2 separate regions of the Sus scrofa genome follow, and region 1 is linked to region 2. A link is a contact called in public Hi-C data. All regions are on one chromosome and are shown on one strand. Each heading gives the region's core, a stretch centred on a gene start, on an enhancer-like site or on the middle of the called end of the contact. The rest is flanking DNA. Distances are from core to core; before and after follow the strand shown.

Evidence for each region. A called contact is a pair of places that touch in the nucleus more often than the background predicts.
Region 1: a contact with region 2 is called in a Hi-C map of liver, with 3 times the contacts expected there. The contact joins two enhancer-like sites. A contact is called at or near these places in 2 of 5 promoter capture datasets (fetal liver and liver), 11 of 47 Hi-C or Micro-C datasets (alveolar macrophages, brain, embryonic fibroblasts and 7 more) and 1 of 2 datasets of contacts at active chromatin or transcription factors (alveolar macrophages).

What each region holds. Positions count from the first base shown.
Region 1 is chr1:97,597,381-97,603,746 of Sscrofa11.1, reverse strand. No RefSeq gene overlaps it. Among named protein-coding and RNA genes, the nearest start is that of SMAD2, 120 kb to the right of the region's middle. Within about 2 kb of position 1,861, at least 52 of the 83 cell types and tissues checked have an H3K27ac peak or open chromatin away from gene starts, as enhancers often do. A contact at or near this core is called in fetal liver and liver, where this site is marked.
Region 2 is chr1:97,521,014-97,526,955 of Sscrofa11.1, reverse strand. No RefSeq gene overlaps it. Among named protein-coding and RNA genes, the nearest start is that of SMAD2, 40 kb to the right of the region's middle. Within about 2 kb of position 2,000, at least 2 of the 83 cell types and tissues checked have an H3K27ac peak or open chromatin away from gene starts, as enhancers often do. A contact at or near this core is called in fetal liver and liver, where this site is marked.

The DNA.
Region 1 (6,366 bases), core at 612-3,111, 77 kb before region 2:
GGGGAATACTGGGGCTCACTACCTTACTTCCTCCTCCAGAGGGCGCTCCTGGTTTCTGGAAAAGATGGGGAACTTTCCCTCCCAGTCTGCACTTAGGCCCCGCCCACTGCTCTGGGGGGGTCAGAAGGGGAGTGTTACTGAGTGTGTTTTGGTTCATAGAATGAAGGTGATAGCATACACTTGGAAGTTTCTGATGGGGCCAGAAGGCCCATGGGGAACTCCGGCCCCATGTGCCATTAATAGGTGCTCAGTCACTGTTGCTTTTCTTTCTTCTTTGATCTATCAGCAACTTTTTTTTTCCTTTGCTTTTTGCTTTTTAGGGCCGCATCAGAGGCAAATGAAAGTTCCCAGGCTAGCAGTCTAATTGGACCTACAGCTGCTGGCCTACACCACAGCCACAACAATGCCAGATCAGAGCATCGTCTGTGACCAACACCACAGCTCACCGCAATGCCAGATCCTTAACCCACTGAGGGAAGCCTGGGATCCAACCTGCCACCTCATGGTTCCTAGTCGGATTTGTTTCCACTGCGCCAGGACGGAATCTCCATATCAATAACATTTTAAATAACTGTTCTGGAGTTCCCATTGTGGCACTGTGGAAACAAATTCGACTAGTATCCCTGAGGATACAGGTTCAGTCCCTGGGTCCGGGACCCAGCATTGCTGTGGCTGTGATGTAGGCCAGCAGCTGGAGCTTCGATTCAGTCCCTAGCCTGGGAACTTCCACATGCCTCAGGTGCGGCCCCAAAAAGCAGAATAAATAAATGATTGTGTTTATGTTTCTTTACATTTTTCCTTTTGCTTTTCTTTTATTCTTCAAATGGAAAAGGAAGGAAGGAGGGAAGAGAGGAGGGGAGGCAGGAGGCAGGGAGGGGCAGAGCCTCATACATTACTTATCCCAGTGATTATCTGAGTTGTTGTTTTGGGTAATCTGATTATGACGGTTAATCAATTGCCGGATCCTGTGGGAAAGCTGGAAGAAAGAAGTACAAGGACATCCTCTTTTTAAATTAGAAGGATGAGCTGTTAATTTCTCAGGATGTGCCTGGCACGTAAAGCTGTTGAAGACACCATGGGAGACCCACGCAACTATAGAAACATGTGGCCGGACCTCCCCTCCACATGCTGCCCAACTGCAACCCAACCTCCCTCAGCTCCCAGGACACAAGCAGGGACAACTCTGGAGTACGCTATGCTGGGGGCCAGGAGCTGGTGTATCCAGTTAAGAATATGCAGATTGCGACCTGCCGCTTGTGGAGGCAAGAGGCACCCACATGGGGGCAGCAGAGAGTTCCCTCAGCATGCCAACTCCCACTTTGCGGGAAGTGGAAACCGTGGGGTCTAAAAAATTACACCTAACAGAATTCGCTCAGCTCATCAACGTATACGGAGCGCCTATTAGAAGTCTGGAAGTATTTATAGATAACCGATAGGAAGGAGTAAGGGAGGAATTTCTTCCCCAGTGTAAAGTGAGACTTGGGAGAAATTTCCCCCAGAATAAAAGCACCCGCGCTGGTCACAGAGACACCGGGGGGCAGGGCTGGGGGGCGCTGCGGTGGGGCGGGTGATGCGTGTGGGCTGGCGCCGCCTGGAGTCTGTCCCCGACTCCAGCGCGCCGGCGGGAACCGGGCAGCGGGACACTGCGGGCTGGGTTCCAGGCGGGGTCCCTAGGAAGGGGCTGTTTTGTCAAAGGGTGGGGAGGCTCCGAATCGGAAGTACCCCCAAGGCGCCCAGCTGCCCGGCCCGGTCCGGGAAGCCTGGCGCGCTCGTCGCTGAGCCCGGTTGGGCACGGGCGGGGGCACAGCACGGGGAGGGGAGGGGAGAGGAGAAGAGAAGGGACGAGGAAGGAGGCCGGTCCCCGCCGGCTGCCGCCAGCCCCGCCGCGCCCCCGTGTGGCCGCCGCGCGCAGCTGCGCCACGTAGGGAACAAAGCGCAGCCACGAGTGGGGGCGAGGCGGGGGCGGAGCCGCGGGGAACGTGGGGGCTCTGGCTCTGCGGTTCCAAGGCAGGCTGGAAGGCCCCACAGAAGGATCTACGCCCCAAGTAGAAAAAACTATAACGCCAGACATGGCTGCTGCGGGAGATTCTGCGTAGCCGGGCAAGCAGGCAGGGGAGGAGGTGCTGTGACTCCCCACCCGCTGGGAAAGATTCCCGCACAGAAGCCTCCATCCGAGCGCTGAGCAGAGATCGGACTCGGGATGGAGTTTGAGGGAGAGAGAGGAGAGCTCACTGCTTTAGAACAGAAGCTCCTGTTCATTTAGCCAGGTCCAGCAGAGCCATGTTTAAGAGGGGACGAGAGACAGTGGTGGCCCCCGGATACCTCACCCTCCGAGGCCGGGATATGGACTAAGGTCAGCGGAGATGCAGAGAAGCACATAGCAGTGGTCCCCCACCCTAGGCTCCCGTGTGCACAGTCTACCAGGAGACCCTCTGCAGTATCACCATCCCCAGAGCAAGGGGAACCTCTCCTGGCCAGGACCCTTCGTCACCCGATCACACTGCCCTTTGTCCCTTGGTCTTTGCCATCTTCTGCTTTCAGAAGCTACCCTTGTCTAGCATCTCCTCTGGAGAAGGGAGTGCCACTTTCTCCTACAAAACAAAACCCAGAGCTGCCGGAGTTGGCAAGGGGAGAAGACTCTGCTGGGCACACTGCCATGGGTGCTGCCATTCCTGATTCCATGCTGTGGCCCCAAACTGGGTGTGGGACCCCTCCCTTAACCCTTGTGCTTGCCTGAGACCAGGCTGGAGTATCCACCAAGGCTTGAAGTGGGTAGGGGGCGGTGATCAAGGAAGAGAAGCAGATGCAGACCGTTCTGACCCTCTGCTTTCGGAGACACAACTTCTTAGTCAGCATCCTGGGCCAGTTCATCTTTGTTCCATGACCCACATCCTGGGGGGGGGTCACAGCAAGTCCCCATCCACCTCTCAAGGCCAGTCTCAGAGAACCTCCTAGATCCCAGGGGATGGCCACACACACACACACAGGCCACTGAACTGGGCCCCTTATCAAGGGGAAGGGATAAAAAATCATTCCTTTCCACATGGACTTTGGCCAGAAGGATCCTGTCTTCTCCAGCTCTGCCCCCTCTGCCGGGCTGTTGCTCACAGGGCAAAAACTGACTGGTATCGAGCATTTCTATAGAGGATGCTGATGGAGCATCCACTGTGTGTGCACTTTCCACCCTCCCTTTCAGCCCTGCAGTTTCCTTCCAGAGCTGGAACAGTGAGGTCTGCTTTCAACCCCAAGGCTAGGTCAGTTTCCCCTTAAACCTGTCCCTTCCTCTATTCCTCAGCTTCTAGCCTCCAGCACAGACCTCTTCCCCTGTGAGGTGGTTGTTTCCTCACAGTTACCACCCACTCCAGTCTCATCAGTAAATGGCTGCTGAGACTGTCACTTGAGAGCTTTGATGACGTCCGTGCCTGATGTCATTATCAATTGATTAAATACAAGTTCCTGTGGTCATTGGCATTGATTCTGTGGACTCAGATATCAGGTCTTGGGTTAAGAAGTAACTTGCCTGATGACACACTTTCTTGGAGAAAGCCATCAAATCCATCTTTTTGTTTTTTTGCTTTTTAGGGCTGCACCTGCGGCATATGGAGGTTCCCAGGCTAGGGGTCAAATCAGAGCTGCACCTGCTGGCCTACACCACAGCCACAGCAATGCCAGATCCAAGCCACTTCTTTGACCTACACCACAGCTCACGGGGCAATGCCAGATCCTTAACCCACTGAGTGAGGTCAGGGATCAAACCCACAACCTCATGGTTCCTAGTCAGATTTGTTTCTGCTGCGCCACGATGGGAACTGCCAGAGAAATCCATCTTGATTTATATATTCTAGCCCAGTGCAGACCTTGACTAAAAAGGGCCAGATAGTAGATATTTTAGGTTTCGCAGGGGCGAACAGTCTCTGCTACAACCACTCAGCACTGCAGTGGGAGTGAAGTAGCCACGGACAATGCATAGTAAATGGACTCAGCTGTGTTCCAATAAAACTTTATTTACAAAAACAGGCACAGAGCTGGATTTGGCTCCCAGACTGTAGATTACTCTTTTCCACCCTTGATGTGTATTTCGGCATCGTGGCTTAACAGAGCAGATTAAGTGGGTGAAAAAGACCTCAGCTTGGCCCCAGAACACCTGGGTGGCAGGGCTAGGCTTGCACCTCATAGCTGGCAACCTCTGAATCTCTGTTTTCTCACCTAAAAATGGGGATCATGGGAGTTCCCATCATGGCTCAGTGGTAATGACCCCAACTAGTGTCCATGAAGATGTGGGTTCGACACCTGGCCTTTCTCAGTGGGTTAAGGATCCGGTGTTGCCATGAGCTGTGGTGTAGGTCGCAGATGTGGCTTGGATCTGGCGTTGCTGTGGCTGTGGTGTAGGCCAGCAACTACAGCTCCAATTCGACCCCTAGCCTGGGAACTTCCATATGCTGCTGGTGTGGCCCTAAAAAGACATAAATAAATAAATAAATAAGGGGATCACCGTGGCTGTTTCGGATAAGAGAGACCACTCCTAACACCCCATTTTCAGAGGCCTCTGATGGGGTGAAATTAGCTGTGAGCTTCACACCCTCTGAGCGCTTTGATAAACTCTATGCATATAAATTACCCACTGTGAGTCTGAGGACCATCTGAAGGCTAAAGGACATGGTGGGGGGGGCAGAGGGTCCTGCTGTGACTGGCCCTGGGTACTTGACTTGGTAGTTTCCCAAGAAGCTGAAAACTCTGGAATATTATCACCTTCTCTTTTGCATTCTTTGAAACATTGGTCAGCAGGCTGATGATTTTGCACAGCTCTCTAATTGCCATGACTTCAGTTTCTACTCTCTCAGCTCCAGCTGAGCTGATGGCAGCTGCAGGGCAGAAATTCTTTCCAGAACCAGAGCAAGAGTAGGAGAAGCAAGATCACCTTGTGATATGAATGGCCAACCTTCTTCCTAGACCCAACCACCTCCTGCCTGGCCCCCGATCCCGTCACTCCAGGAGGCTTTAAGGGGAGGACAGAAGTGGGCAGCCTCCTTGTCCCTTTCCTCCTCTTGCCCAGGCCGGGGTCATGCACCTTAAAGGTGCTTGTCTGCACCAGTTCTTCTGAGAAGCCTGCTGATGGCCTTTCTGCCCCCAAGGGCTGGTCCCCAGAGCCTCAGGGTTTAGGCTACATGGGCATCTGGGCGCCACTCCAGGGGCCTCTGTGTCATTTCCTGGAGACCTTCAAGCACACAGAGGTTGTTAGGTGGAGCAGGCCCTGGATGGCCGGGCCCTGCTGGGAACCCGGCTCGGCCTCTAGGCGTGGGCCTGGAACTTGTGTTCTCACCATTCCTGCCCCTGACCTTGGAGGGCTCTGCACCCTCAGCAGAAAAAGGCCCTCGGTTCTGAGCCAACACGCTCACTTTATAGCTGGAAACTGGGACCCAGTGAAGAGAGCCCTTCCCGTGAGCAATGCTGGTCCCCACTCACTGCCTCTCCCAACCCTCCACGACAGGCAGCTTCTTATATCAACATTCATGACTATATTTACGGCTTCCCTGCCCTCCTCTTCCACACCCACCTGTATCAGCACACAGTTGCCTGGACCCCCTAGAGGTGGGGCCCCTGCAGGGCTAGGGCTCGGGGCTGTGGGCAGAGCCTTGGAGAGATGGAGCTGCCCATGGAGAAGGCGGGGTGGTGGACCCTGCAGTAAAGGGAAGGAAAGGTTAGGACAAGAAGAACAGTCTCCCCAGCCTGGGCCTGCTTGATCGGCCACTCCAAAGGGAGGTGGCAGGATGTGTCAGCCACCAAGGGAGCCCACAGGGTCCAGCCCCCAGGGCCTGGGGGCAGTGACCTCATCAGGCATTTCCAGCTTTTATGATCTGCTAACCATCTCCCCCGCCACCTCCACCCCGTGTCCCGGGTGATGCAGGCCAACCTCCCCTTGCTGCCTGTTCTCTGGGCGCAGTGATCTCAGTCCTTCTGGAATGCCACTGCCACCCGCACACCCCTGCCCAGGCCACAAGGCACAGGCCGGGGTACTGAGCAGGGGCCGGAGGGAGTGGAGTGGCCTCCAAGAGGAGAGACTGTCAGAGGACGACCAGGGATGTCACCCAGGAGGCCAGGAAGCTGGGTAGACAAGAACGTGGACTTGAAGAAAAAGAGCAGTCACAGAACAACTGCTTAACAGTCCACTCCCCCAGCCTCAGAATCCCCAGACTGGCCTACTCAGAGAATCTTCCAGCTGTTGCTCCCTCTCTGTGTGCCTTCCTCAGCCCAGGGTCTCCCGGAACTTGCACCAACCTGACTGAAGCATCCAAGTGACAAATCACTAGTGCTGAGTTACAGTCCACCATCAGACACTTCATGACGGAATGACCTTGGGAAAATTGC
Region 2 (5,942 bases), core at 751-3,250:
TTCCTTTCTCTCTTCCTTTCTCTCTCCCTTCCTTCCTTCTTTCTTTCATTCTTCCTTCATTGTTTCCTTGCTTCCTTTCTTTTTGTTCTCATTCTTGGCCACTCCTTGGCATAAGGAGTTCCCAGGTGAGAGATCAGATCTGAGCCACAGTTGTGACCTAGGGCACAGCTGCAGATCCTTTAATCCACTGTGCTGGGCTGGGGATTGAATCTACATCCTGCCACTGTAGAGATGGTACCGATCCCATTGTGCCACAGTGGGATCTCCTGTTTTTTATATCCAGTTTTCCTTCTCTGCTTTCTCTCTCTCCTCCAAACCTAGCTCCCCTGATATTTACTATCCATTTTTCTTTTTTTCTATCCCCTCCTCCCATGTTACAATGCAAGCCCTGAGGAGATAGAAATGTTTGCTTCATTTAATGCTATTGGCAATTTTCTGGAATAGTGCCTGACACAGAGTACATGCTTAATAGATATTTTAGAACCAGACACCCTCCATTCTAGGGATGTGCTTCTCCATTCTGGGCAAGGCCCTGCCCAAACACTGTAGCAGAAATCCCCCTGCATCATTAAGCCTGGTTGTCTCACAGTCTTTGGTGACTCCTTCTTGGGGACACGTCCATATCTAGTCCCTCTGAGATGCAGCTTCCTGGCCACATTGGCCTCTGCCTTTTCTGGAGCCGCTGAGCTACATTGCTTCTCTACCCAGGCAAAAGCACTCAGCTCCCAGTTGCAACTCTTGTCCTCCCTCTGCTCCCTGCCCCCACTCCCTGAGTTCCCTGCACCCCAGGCTACAGCCCCATCCCAAGCGTCCAAGCAGGCTTAGGCAGGGTGTGTGCAGGGGGACTCAGGCCTGGGCAGCAGCATGCCTGCCCCATGCTCTCCCACCCTACCCCCCACCCCCAGGCCCAGTGGTACAACAAAGACCCTGCGGAAATACACCCGCATTCCCTGGTGGCTGCCCATGTCCAAACCCCAGGTTCTGGAAGCTCTTTTTATCGCCTTCCCCGGAACAAAGAGCAGATATGCAAACAGGACCCATGAAGGTCAGTTAGGAGAGAACCCAGCCTCATCTGTGCTCAGCTGAACTAAGAGGCTGCCCATGTGTCTGCACTTGGTATGTGTTTCCTGGAGTTTGCCTCAATTGGAAACGTCCACAGTAGCTTATTGATCTTAGGCAAGGTGTTTAACCTCTATGGGGACTTTGTTGTTTATAAGAAAAATTCCTTGTTTCTGGGGTTATTTGGAAATTAAGTGAGATAAGGTAGGCTTTAGGAGCCTTACACAATGATAGGATGAGCAATAACGGTTTGCTCTCTTCCTTTCCTTTGTTCTCAGGTGAAGTAGAATCTCAGTGAGAGAAGAAGCCCCTCATACCATCTTTATGTCCTTCATGTTCCCCATAGCTCAAAGGATAGTGCTTTGCCTGAAATGTTTAGTAGATGTGTTTATTATACTCCCAGGGTTCCACCCTGAATTGTACCAGAGTATACAAAGGTTTCCAAAGCAAGAATATTTCAAAGACTCTTAGTTGAAGGCCCCTTGGTCTAGGGCTCTTTAAACAATTATATTAATTACAATTGTGCTAAGGAGAGAGATTAGTGCTGAGACTCTTTGAATTATTTTGTCGTGCCTATTCTTCTAAATAAGTAATTCATTAAATATATATAATAGATAAAATAGCTCTGTGGGTTTTTTCCTTTCTTCAGGTCTTACTTGATTTACCATTTAATGCCTGGAAGTGAGGAACCAAGAATCAGGAAACAGTTTATAGCCTCAGAGATGAGAGTAATAATTTCTAATAGATAGGAGGGTCTAAATCCATATTTATTCAATGAAAAAATAATTTAAAATATTACTAGGATTGCAAGTGGTGCCAAATTTGAATATTTTGATTAAAAAGAAATGTATTTGCTTCCACTAAGAGGACTGAACAGTAACAAACCATGAGTTCCCTTTCATAGTGTACATTTTTCAACAAGTTCTTCTGCTTGTTTGTTTTAGAGGGTCAAACACTCAGTGACTGTTTCATTCTGCTGAACTTTGAACCCTTCCCCTTCAAGCCGTGATCATTTCTTTTTTTCTTTTTCTTTTCTTTTTTTTTTTTTTTTGTCTTTTTGCCATTTCTTGGGTGGCTCCCGCGGCATATGGGAGGTTCCCAGACTAGGGGTTGAATCAGAGCTGTAGCTGCCAGCCTACACCAGAGCCACAGCAACGCTGGATCCAAGCCGCGTCTGCAACCTACACCACAGCTCACGGCAATGCCGGATCAAGTTAACCCACTGAGAAAGGGCAGGGATCGAACCTGAAACCTCATCGTTCCTAGTCGGATTCGTTAACCACTGCGCCACCACGGGAACTCCCTGTGATCATTTCTTTACTTGTCATTCTTGTGCAGTTTCATCTCTTTCCCCATCGCCTGGTGCGCACTCTCTCTCTTTTCCTCCCTCCCTCCCACCCAGATATATACCTCTCACATCCAGGCCTCCACACATCAGCCTTCCTTTGTTTCTGCTCTTTGCCTGGCTAACTCCTGGGAGCATCATTTCAGCTATAGTTGCTTCTTCTTCTGGGAAGCCCACCCGGACCACACCTGGAGAATGGCCTCCTCTAACAGAATAAAGGCCTGGGTCCTGTTCCTTCCCTTCCCAGCTCAGTGCACAGTTTCTAATGCAGGGCACATTCTCTAGGAACACATAGCTCTGCTGAATGAATGGAAGGCCTGGCTCCTTGGCACCTTCGAACAGAAGTCACAAAATGTCATTGGAAAGATGATTGTTTCATGAGTTCAGTGAAATATTTTATATATTGGCAGCCAACTCCCATAGCAGCAAGGCTGTACATGTGCCAAGCTTTCAATATCCATGAATAATCCTTTATAAAAAGTCTGGCAGAATCTTGTAGACGGAGGGGCAGCATACTTAGAGCTGATCAGAAGGCAAGAGGAAATTTGAGAATGAAGTTATGATCTAGAAAGTAGTAGAAAAATTTATATAAGAAAGTTCACAGCAGCATTATTCATTACAGCCAAAATTTTGGAAACAAATCAAATGTGCATCAACTAATGAATGGACAAAGTGTGGCATACTCATACAATGGAATATTATTTGGCCATGAAAAGGAATGGAGTTCTGAGGGATGCTACCACACAGATGAACCTTGGAAACATTAGGCTCAGGGAAAGAAGTCAGTCACAAAGGGTCATATACTGTATGATTTAATTTACATGAGATATACACAATAGGCAAATCTATAAAGGCAAAAAACTAGATTAGTGGGCTAGGGCTGGAGTAAGGGAAGGGAGGAGGGGGAGTAAATGGCATGAGGTTTCTTTTGGGGGATAATGAAATGTTCTACCCTTAGATTGTGATGATCACTGCATAACTCTATGGATATACCCCAAACCATTGAATTGTACGGTTTCAATCAGCAAATTGCATGGTACATGATTATCTCCCAATAAAACTGTTTTTGAAAAATAGTAGAGAACACTTGTTGCAAAGTTATACCTCAGTGAACTGTGAAAAAATAATTTTTTAAATAACCTTTACTTGTAAGAGTTCTACTTGGTGCTTCTTGGTAGGTAAAAAACCAAACCTCTAAAATCTGGGCCTTTTGCATAGCCCAGGAAGTCCCACTCACTGCTGACCTGCCAAGAGTTGAGGAGTTACAATGCCAAGACACTAAAACTGCCGGCCAGGCTGCTACAGTGTGATGAATGGAAGGGAGAAAGCTGTAAATGAGGTGAGCAGATAGACTCAAAGGACACAGCAAAATTACGTTTATAGCCCAAAATGTAAACACGTACCTGGAAACTGACAGCTCGTAAAAGCATGACTATTTTTGTGTAGACCTCTCCTGGTTGGCTGTCTGATTTGGGGAGATTTCATTTCAGGCACCAACTGGACTGGAAGCAGTGCTGATCTGGACTTAGGACACTGGCATTCTGGTCCTGGCTCTGTCCTTTATTCACTGTTCAATAGTTATTATAAGCCTCCTACATGCCAGGCGCCGCATCTAGACCTATAGACTCAAATTTCCTACTTCAAGGATCTCATTTTCCAGAGAAAGGTGATTTTTTAAAAGTATAAGTACTGTTCCAGAGAGGAGGGGACCTATTTCCTCTTGAGGAATACAGAAAGAAGAGGGAGGAGTTTCTGTTGTTGGCTCAGTGGGTTAAGAACACCCACTAGAAGTTCCCGTTGTGGTGCAGTGGTTAATGAATCTGACTAGGAACCATGAGGTTGCGGGTTTCATCCCTGGCCTTGCTCAATGGATTAAGGATCCAGTGTTGCCTTGAGTTGTGGTGTAGGTTGCAGATGGCTCGGATCCTGAGTTGCTGTGGCTGTGGTGTAGGCCGGCGGCAACAGCTCTGATTAGACCCCGAGCCTGGGAACCTTCATATGCTGCGGGTGCGGCCCTAGAAAAGACAAAAAGAAAAAAAAAGAAAACTGTTTATCAACTAATCTCAGGGAGTTCCCGTCTGTGGCTCAGCAGTAACGAGCTGACCAATATCCATGAGGATGCAGGTTCAATCCCTGGCCTCTCTCAGTGTGTTAAGGATCTAGCATTGCTGTGAGCTATGGTGTAGGCTGCAGACCTGGCTTGGATCTGGCATTGCTGTGGCTGGCAGCTGTAGCTCGGATTAAACCTCTCGCCTGGGAACTTCCATATGCCGAGGGTGCAGCCCTGAAAATACAAAAAGAAAAAAAAAAAAGAACTCCCACTAGTATCCATAGGATGCAGGATAGATCCCTGGCCTTGCTCAGTAGGTTAAAAGATCTGGAGTTGCCAAGAGCTGAGGTCAAAGACGCAGCTTGGATCCAGTGTTGCTGTGGCTGTAGTGAAGGTTGGCGGCTGCAGCTATGATTCAAACCCTAGCCTGGGAACTTCCATATACCATAAGCGCAGCCCAAAAAAATTAAAAAAAAAAAAAAGACAAGAAAGAAGAGGGGTGAGGAAGAGGCCTACAGTTAGTTGAAGCTGTGTTATTTCCTGCTTTTTTGCTGCCCCACAAGTATGTCAGCTCCTTAAGGAAAGAGAGCCTTTCCTATGTTATTAGTTAAAAAAACAAACAAACAGCTTTATTGAAACATAGCTCACATACCACAAAATTCACTCATTTAATATATACGATTCAATAGTTTTTAGTATATTCACAGGTTTGTACAATCGATACCACAATCTACTTTTAGAACATTTTTGGAGTTCCCTGGTGGCCTAGCAGCTATGGATTCAGCATTGTAACTGTGGCTTGGGTTACTGCTGTGGCTCAGGTTATGTCCTTGGACTGGGAATTTCCGCAGGCTGTAGGCATGGCCATAATAATAATAATAATTAACTTTTTTTTTTTAACTCCAGCAAGAAACTCTGTACCCACTAGCATTTTCTCCCTATCCCACCCCCCTCGGCTCTCAGACCTAGCCAACCACTAATCTACTCTCTGTCCATACAGATTTGCCTATGCTGTTTCATATAAATGGAATCATACAGTATGTGACCTGTTGTGACTGATTTCTTTCCCTTAGCATTATGTTTTCAAGATCCATCTATGTAGCAGCATGCCTCAAAACTCCATTCCTTTTCATGGCTGAATAGTATTTCATCAAATGGGTATGCCACACTTTGTCCATTCATCAGTTAATGGGCATTTGATTCATTTTTTGGCTCTTATGAATAATACCATCATGAACATTCATGTATAAGTTCTTGAGTGGGCATATGTTGCCACTTCTCTTGTGTGGACACATCTAGAGGTAGAATTGCTAGGTCATGTGGTTATTCTATTTAATCTTCTGAGGAATGGACAGGCTGGTTTCCATGTGGTTATTCTATTTAATCTTCTGAGGAACGGGCAGGCTGGTTTCCAAAATCCACCATTTTACATTCCTCCCATCATTTTTTCTACATCCTTGCCAACACTTGTTGTTTTCTGCCTTTTGA